Linked DNA regions of Triticum aestivum: region 1 is linked to region 2. The links are chromatin contacts, called in public HiCAR-type maps. All regions are on one chromosome and are shown on one strand. Each heading gives the region's core, a stretch centred on a gene start, on an enhancer-like site or on the middle of the called end of the contact. The rest is flanking DNA. Distances are from core to core; before and after follow the strand shown. Region 1 holds the start of LOC123113731 (succinate dehydrogenase assembly factor 2, mitochondrial). Region 2 holds the start of LOC101290576 (ABC transporter G family member 48).

Region 1 (4,118 bases), core at 547-3,046, 190 kb before region 2:
AAAAATTACTGTACCATCTGGAAGAATATCTTACGGTGCTACAAACTACTCCCTCCGTTCCTAAATAATTGTCTTTCTAGAGATTTCAACAAGTGACTACATACGGAGGAAAATGAGTGAATCTACACTCTAAAACATGTCTACATACATCCGTATGTTGTAGTCCATTTGAGATGGCTAGAAAGACAATTATTTGGGAACGGAGGGAGTAGAATTGTAGCCAAGATTCTAATGTCAACTCTAACTGTGATCACCAAATATCTAAAGGGGGTATGAACAATACCATGCAAAAAATTGGTCTATAAAATAAAACTTGATGGGGGGTGAAATTGGTACTTCCTCCACCCCAACTTGGTCTCACTTTTTGTGATTTAACTTTGACCATCAATTAGACCAATAATATATGAGTAATGTGCCATACAAATTATATCACTGGAAAAAAATTCTAGTACAAATTTAACGGTAGTATTTTTGTGGCACATAATCGATGTTTCATTGGTCAAAGTTGAACACTGAAATGTGTGGGCGCCATGTGTGAATTAGGACAGAGGGACTATCTGATTATGTTGATCATCAAGAAACTAATTCGTGCAGACACAGACAGGGCAGATACCGCACCAAACTAGATATTTTGTGTAGCAGCTAGCAACACTCTGTTCACGTTCAGCTGGTGATTCTACATACTGTTATCATAAGAGATGGGCAAATCTAACACGACTAGGTTATGCAATGGTTTACAACAAAATCAGATAGGTAGCACTATAGAGGAACAACATTGTTAACACGCATGTGCTTTCGAGGAAGACTGGCTGGAACATAGGTAAGATCTCTGACACTAAACCCTGAACATGAGATGTGACATAAGTGTTTGTCTAGTCAATTCTTGCGAAGCCACTAATCTGATACTTGCAGCATGCCCCCACATAACACTGATTATTCCCATTAACAAATTTTAACCAGCACATTACAGATAAACCGGCGGGGGGTGGTTCGGGACCAATTTAACTGGGTCAAGCGTAACAGAAACAGGCTGAAGTCATAAATCCAGGACAAAGAAACAGTATGTTCTTAGCATTGCACTGCACTGGATAGAGATTATTCAGAAACCAAGGATATCCCTGCTAGCTGCATTTTTTAGTCTGAAGTATGTCACAGATACCATCGTAAGACAGAAAAGCAATGAGATGACGAGGTAGATGAGTAAAGAGGGGAGGGATAGGGCAGGGCGGGGTAGCTCACGAGGTCGAGGATCTGAAGCAGGGAGCGGATGTTGGCCTCGTCCATGGAGCGGACGTGCTGCTCCACCCAGGTCCCGAGCACCAGGTCCAGCTCCAGGAAGCCCCTCTGCTTGCTCCTGTACATCAGACTGCACGCACGCACGCGGGTATACGAGGACGTACGCGGCCTCCCAGTCAGCAAACGTACTTGGCGGCCCAGAGGCTGAAGACTCGAAGGAGCGATTTGGGAAACGCACCTGTTGACGAGGCGGCGGCGGCTCTCGTCGTTGGAGAGGTCGATGGCGGTGCCGGCGGTGTTCTGCTGGGTGGAGGCGGTGACGGAGAGGAGACGGCTGGAGGCCGCGGGGAGGAGGGCGCGCGAGGAAGCTGGAGAGGGGAGGGCGCGGCGGAGCTGGAGCGCCCGGCGGAGGAGCGTAGCCGCCATGGCAACCGCGGGGGAGGGGGAGGAAGGGAGGGGATCGCGAAGCGGGGAGGGAGCGGCGTGGCTGGCTGGTGGGCCGTGTCGCCTCTTCACAAGTCGGGCTCTCGGTTGGTGACTTTTGGGTTCGTGATGGTGCGCGGTGCGGCGTGGCGGCGTTCTGGGCCAGACGACGACAAAGCCAGGCGGTGCGGTGCGGCGCGGCAACGGGGCCACGTCGACACCGATACGATTCCAGCGCCGTGGGCGGAGCCGCGTGCGCAGGGGCCGCAACGAGGTCATCGCTCACGGACTGCATGCACAACAGTCTGCCCCATTTTACACAAAAAAAAAAACTGTCTGCCCCATTTCAAACCGGCGTTGAATAAAATTCATGCGAATCTGACAATGTTTGTTAAATTTTGAAATATATTGCCCTCGAAAGGATGAGATTTAATGAAGTTCATCAGGCGAAATTTAACTAAAATATGAGGTATCGGACGGTGACCTCATACGTGTGGCAGCCCTGGCCGGCGTCACCTCTGTCATTGTCATCGTCGTCGTCCTTCCAATGACCGAAGGGCTCGTACGGGGTCACGACAGTCCTGATCCGCCGCCGCCTGGAGCTCGCGGCGCAGCCGATTGGCTGCCCCCGCCGCCTAGCACAAGCGCTCAGCACAATAGTGACGACGGTCGTCCATGAAAGCCGCTCCGGCACGCCCGACCCTGCCCTTTGGCGAGAACATGGCCGGCATGCTTGGACTCTACCATTACTTTTTTGAAGAGCTGGTCATTGATCTAGCACCGACATTGGGCGAATGTCAGTGCGTCGTCCAACACGTGTCCTTGGCCCAAGCCAACATAAGGTTGGGGTCCGCAAGGACCCAGTCCCGGCGTGCCTGCTCGACGGCCGCCTTGTCGGCCCATCATGCTGCGCGAGGAGTGGCCGCCCTCGCCACCACGTCCAAGATAGTGGAGGAGGCGCCCCCGCGTGCTGGCGATCGGGTCGGGCGCCTCCTCCATCTTCACAGGCCCACTGGCTCCCGGACCAACGAGGTGGCGATGACGGCACCGGCTCCTGCCGCATCGAAATCTACGCGGCGGGCCGGCTGCAAGAACGGCCCGCCCGTGCTACGTTGGGGCAACGAGGGCTCATCCTTCATGCAGTGTGTTCAATTTGGATGTCGTGGAAGCGTTGTGCCGGTGACGAGGGTGGATCCTGGTTGACGTGGACGTTGTGCGTCGGCGAGGGAGGCGCCAGACCATGGTCGTGGCGAGACTGCTCGATCAAGAGCAGCATCTGGCCGGGACGAATACGTCCCTGTGTGCGGCCTCGGCGAGGAGGGGCGACTGCTGCAACTCCTCGTTGTTCGAGGAGAGCACAACCTCCTCCATCACCGTGGCCGCCGACGGAGTGGTTGATGCTGATGGGCCCAGAGGGGCAGAGAGCATTGGTGGCGCCATGATCCGGACGACCTCGTGGACCCCCGTGGGCACTAAGAACCACCAGGAGCCGTCGTCGGACTTTCCCATCAATGCGTAGCGGAGTGCGGCGGAGAGGAGATGTAGGAGCGCATGAACGAGAGGATGGTATGTCAGGTTTGCCGGCACGGTCGTCCTACTTAAATAGCCGGATTGGTCGGCGCCACTTTTCTCCGCATTCGCATTGAAGCGGTGAAGCGGCATCAGTCAGCCGTCCGGTCACGTCGGCAAGACCGTTGTCGTCCATTTATGCCCGCTCTGGAACGGCGGACCGACATGAATGTCCAGAGACATTTCTGGAGAGGGATGCGCGACGAGGGTTTTGTGTGGGTCTGGGATGTTGGGCGGCTACATGGTAGAGTTATGGACGGCCACAAACCTCCTTCTTATGGACATTTACAGGTGTTTTGATGTACACCGTTGGAGAGGCTCTTAGATTGGCTGACGCGACGTGAGGTGACCTAGGGTCATGCGGGCCATATGGTCTGCGACCCCATGTATCAGTCAATCCCAGTTGATGGGACCGCATCATCTCGAGCGGCCATTTTTCAGTCAAAGGTTTTATTCATGACACATGAGGATCGCAGGAGATGTGAATATAATTATGAAGGAATGGAGCAATACATATTTCAACCAAAGACACCATATATCCTCGGAGGCTTGCTTTACAAATCTATAGACAGACTCATTGACTTCAGACATGTGCCAAAACAAAAACTATCAAAGCCCTTATTCAAATATTCCCTCCGTTTCAAAATAGATGACTCAACTTTATACTAGGTTTAATATAAAATTAGGTCATCTATTTTGAAACGGATGGAGTATGTGATTTCGTGGCGAATGGTCGCGCCATGTCTGCTCTCATAGCTAGCAGAATTCCATGGATTAACCAACACTTGGGGGTCGTTTTCTACGTTGATGCGACGGTATCCACCGTTAGCAGCCAACTTGATGCCATCACGAGTAGGCAATTTGGCAATGCTTCCATAGTACGTGGACTC
Region 2 (4,062 bases), core at 57-2,556:
TCATGACTTAAGAGAATGTTCACAAATTTCAAAAAAATGTTCAAAAATTTAAGAAAATGTTCGCAATTTCTAAAAAATGTTCATTAGTTATAAAAAGTGTTCACGGTTACAAAAAAAGGTTCATGATTTTGGAGGATGTACACGAATTAGTAAAAATAAAACCAAGTTTTGAAAAAATGTTCATCACTCCAAAAAAAGTTAACAACTTAAAAAATAAATCACAAATTAATAGATTTTCGGAAATTGGTAAAAAAAGAGTAAAATGTCAAACATATAAGTAAAGAAAAACGAAAAGAAAACAGAAGAAGAAAAAGGAAATAAAAACAAAAAACCCTGTTCAGGGAAGGTTCTAGAACCTTCCCAAAACCGGTTGGGGGTGAAACCCGAAGTGGGCCGGCCCATGTTAATAGCAGCGAGCGAGGGGGGGGGGGGGGGGGTATGCGCTATGTCGCTCCCCAGCACGGTACGCGCCGTATAGGAACCCCGCTTTGGAGGAGTCTAGACAATCCGCTTGGACAACTGTTTCTCGGCTGAACTACATGTTCTCATGGCCCATGTTTTTCCTCTAGGGCCGCCTGACCCACCTACGTTGTTGTCAAAAGGAAAGAAAAAAAACTATTTTTCAAAAGGAAAGAAAAGAAAAGGCTGCACGTGCTGAGAACAGAGGAAAAGGAGGGAGACCAGAAGGAACCTTCGAAGCAGCTGGGATCTCTTTGGTCCGTCTATTGACCTTCTGGATTGTAGACCCTGCCGTGGAAAAGAAGATAGACTACTCCCGCATGCTCGGAATTCAATTCATGGATGGATTCTACTGTGGTATGTTGATATCGATCGTGCGGAGGAACGAAGGACCGTTGGTTGACAAATCAATTATTAATGTTCTTTCTAGATTTCTAGATAGATGGAATTAAGCCATGCATGCATCATATCTACAGTAGAAGAAAAAGAATCGATCACGCGCTCGCTCGTTTGATATTCGGCGGCTGGAAATTCATATCTCAGTCCTTCTAGATGATGGCTGGAAATTAAATATGCAGGTTTGACCTGCCAAACTCACACTAGCTACGCCCATGAATGCTTATAATACTACTCCTTTCTATTTCTATGCACGTGTTTGCAGGAACTGACTAGTCGTAACACGTTGTTACTGTACGTGCTATGTGGGCGGCCGGAGGAAGTTTCATGCATGTGGCAACGAACAAGCCAGCTGAGCTGACCCCTGCATATGCACAACATCCTTCGTTTCCCTCGACCACATGCAACCATGCACGCATGAGTTCCCTATATATGCTCACTATTACTACTGCACTAGAAGAAGAAGAAGAAGAAGATCAGAGTGCATCCTGCGGGCGGGAAGGAGGAACTAGGTCCTTCGCACACAGCTAGAGCGCGCAGCCTCTGTCTCCCAGCTAGCTAGCGACGCAGGCAGCCATGGAGCCGTCCTCGACGGCAGGGCTGCAGCTGGGGCCGTTGTCGGGCAGCCGCCGCAGTGCCAGCGCGGCCTCCTGGGGCTCCCGCCGCTCCGGGTCCATCTCGCACTCCTTGCGCCAGCAGGCGGGCGCGGACGACCCCTTCGGCCGCGCCGCGTCGCGGCAGGGCCACGACGACGACGAGGAGAACCTGCGCTGGGCCGCGCTCGAGAAGCTGCCCACCTACGACCGCATGCGCCGCGCCGTCGTCCTGTCCAACCACGCCGCCGTCGATGGCGCCGACGCTGCCGCTCACGAGCTACAGGGACTGGTGGACATCAACCAGCTGGCCAGCGGCGAGGCCGGCAGGGCGCTGCTGGAGAGGGTGTTCCAGGACGACAGCGAGCGCTTCTTGAGGCGGCTCAGGGACCGGGTGGACCGCGTGGGCATCGACCTGCCGGCGATCGAGGTCAGGTACCAGGGGCTCTCCGTCGAGGTCGACGCCTTCGTCGGCAGCCGCGCCCTCCCCACGCTCTGGAACTCAGCCACAAACTTCCTGCAGGTATAACCATGCATCTTCTCAGTTCATCTCGTCTTGTCACCCTGCTGCTAACTACTACTACTCGTTCCTTCTCTAAAGACTTACTGTAATTACTCCCCCCGTTTTTATTTGCTTCGCATATTAGTTTTGACTTTCAAAAATAGTATAAACTTTCATAATAAAAAATATACATGGTATGAAAATATATTGAATGATGATTCTGATGATATTGACTTGGTATTGATCAAAATTTAGAAAGTTTGACCCGAAACAAATCTAATATATAAAGTAAATAAAAACGAGGGAGATGTCCCAAGTCAAACTTTATCAACAACCACAATATATAATATTAAAGTACACATATTTTTTATTACAATCTTGCTAAGTCTCATACACCTGGTTATGTCTCAATCGATGCTATATCCATGAGATCTTACATTGAGATCTGTGTAATTTATCTTTCTAGTTTTCCTTTGTTTTCTTTTACTACACGTTTTAGCACTCGACCGAAACATGGTTAAGTCTCAGTCAACTGGAACCTAGTCACACCCATTTTATTGTGTATATAATAATGCTAGTCTGCTGTCATAGTTCTTGATAGTTTTCCCCATAAACCAGATCAAGTTTTGCATTGTTTGGCTTTAGATAAAATTTATAGGCATTTTTTAGAGGCAAAGGAGCCTTTACTTTTTTCTCTATATATATTGTATTACTTCTGTTTTGAATTACTTATTTTAGATTTGTCTAGATATGAAGAAAGTACTAGGATAGGAGGGAGTCATTTTTATGAAGGAACAAGACACTGAGATAGTGCGGAAACCAACGTTCCGAAGTTCCCGCTTATATGAAAACCATGTTTCTCTATTGTCATGAAGGAACAAGGCAAAGATAGTGCCAAAACCAACGTTTCAACCCCCCCCCCCCCCCCCCCCCCCTAATGAAAACCATGTTTCAAATTCCTTTCTTTTTAAAGTTTAAATGCGTGAGTTCAACTTGAAACTTTTCAACTGGTCTTCACCTCAGTGACCACCGAACAGCTACCACATTACCAAATGGCCTGCCACATCACCTGCTTATCTTACCAAATGGCCAGCCATGTCACGTGCTTATGTTACCAAATGGCCAGCCACGTCACACAGAATTCGCACGCTAGCTGCCACATGGGCTTCTTCTTCCTCCCCGCGCCCCCCTCTCTGTGTGTCTCTCCCCAACGGGCTACGTCCCTCCCCTCCACCCAAGGCCAAGGCGTACCAGACCAGACCATGGAGAACTCGCTCGTGGCGGCGGTGGCGGAGGGAGGGCAGCATCTCCTCTGGAAGGTCAACGACGACGTCCTGGCGAGGGCATTCAACTCTGGTCTGGTGGTGCCACTCTCACTCCCACTCCTCCCAGACCCCGCGGGGCGGCAGGGGAGACCAAAATTCAGCCTGGATAGCCACAAATCATGACCAAACCCATCACTCAGCTCTAGAGGATGGGTCGGCGGCGAGTCTCAGGACTCCGATGGCTTCTCGAGCCGAGCGTCATTGAGGTGTTCGACGAAATGTCTGTGAGCGCGTGCTTGCAGCTTTGACGATTCCTTCGTTAATCCTAGCCGGCCAGCCTCCTTCCTCTGCGCACCCTATCATGGCTTGCCTTGCAGTATCAGTTATTCACATTTGGTCTCTCTCATCTACTCCTGCCTTTTGTATGCATCGATGTATTTAATTACTAGTGCAACTGTGCAACGATGATTTGCTTACACAACGATATGTATGATGCCGGCAGGGTCTTGTGGGCCGACTTGCTTCCTCCAACAAGAGGACCATCAACATACTCCAGGACGTCAATGGCATCATCAAACCATCAAGGTAATAGGTCGTGACATCATTACTCTTCCTGCCTGCAAGTATCCATTGTCAAGATCAGTTTTCAGTATCCAGGCGGAATCAGCAACAAAGTTCACTCATCATTCTTCTTGCTTTCCTCTAAATGTGATCGGAAAAAGTAAACAAAAAAAGAGTAGGCTGATCAACTGTACCTTTTGAAGCCAAATAAGCAAGTATTTTAACATGTATGGCGTTTTTCAGGATGACCCTTCTGCTTGGACCTCCGTCTTCAGGAAAGAGCACA

Evidence for each region. HiCAR-type assays count read pairs that join an accessible place to other places.
Region 1: a HiCAR-type map of leaf shows a contact between it and region 2, with 8 times the contacts expected there. The contact joins the promoter of LOC123113731 here to the promoter of LOC101290576 in region 2. A contact is called at or near these places in 4 of 5 Hi-C or Micro-C datasets (leaf, root and an unstated tissue) and 1 of 1 datasets of contacts at active chromatin or transcription factors (leaf).

Annotation. Positions count from the first base shown.
Region 1 is chr5B:625,984,317-625,988,434 of IWGSC CS RefSeq v2.1, reverse strand. It overlaps LOC123113731 (succinate dehydrogenase assembly factor 2, mitochondrial), which reads right to left and starts at 1,796. Exons shown (of 4, transcript XM_044535040.1): 1 at 1,475-1,796; 2 at 1,240-1,366. The coding sequence starts at 1,662.
Region 2 is chr5B:625,796,730-625,800,791 of IWGSC CS RefSeq v2.1, reverse strand. LOC101290576 (ABC transporter G family member 48) reads left to right here and starts at 1,306. Exons shown (of 19, transcript XM_044535037.1): 1 at 1,306-1,971; 2 at 3,718-3,800; 3 at 4,020-4,062. The coding sequence starts at 1,432.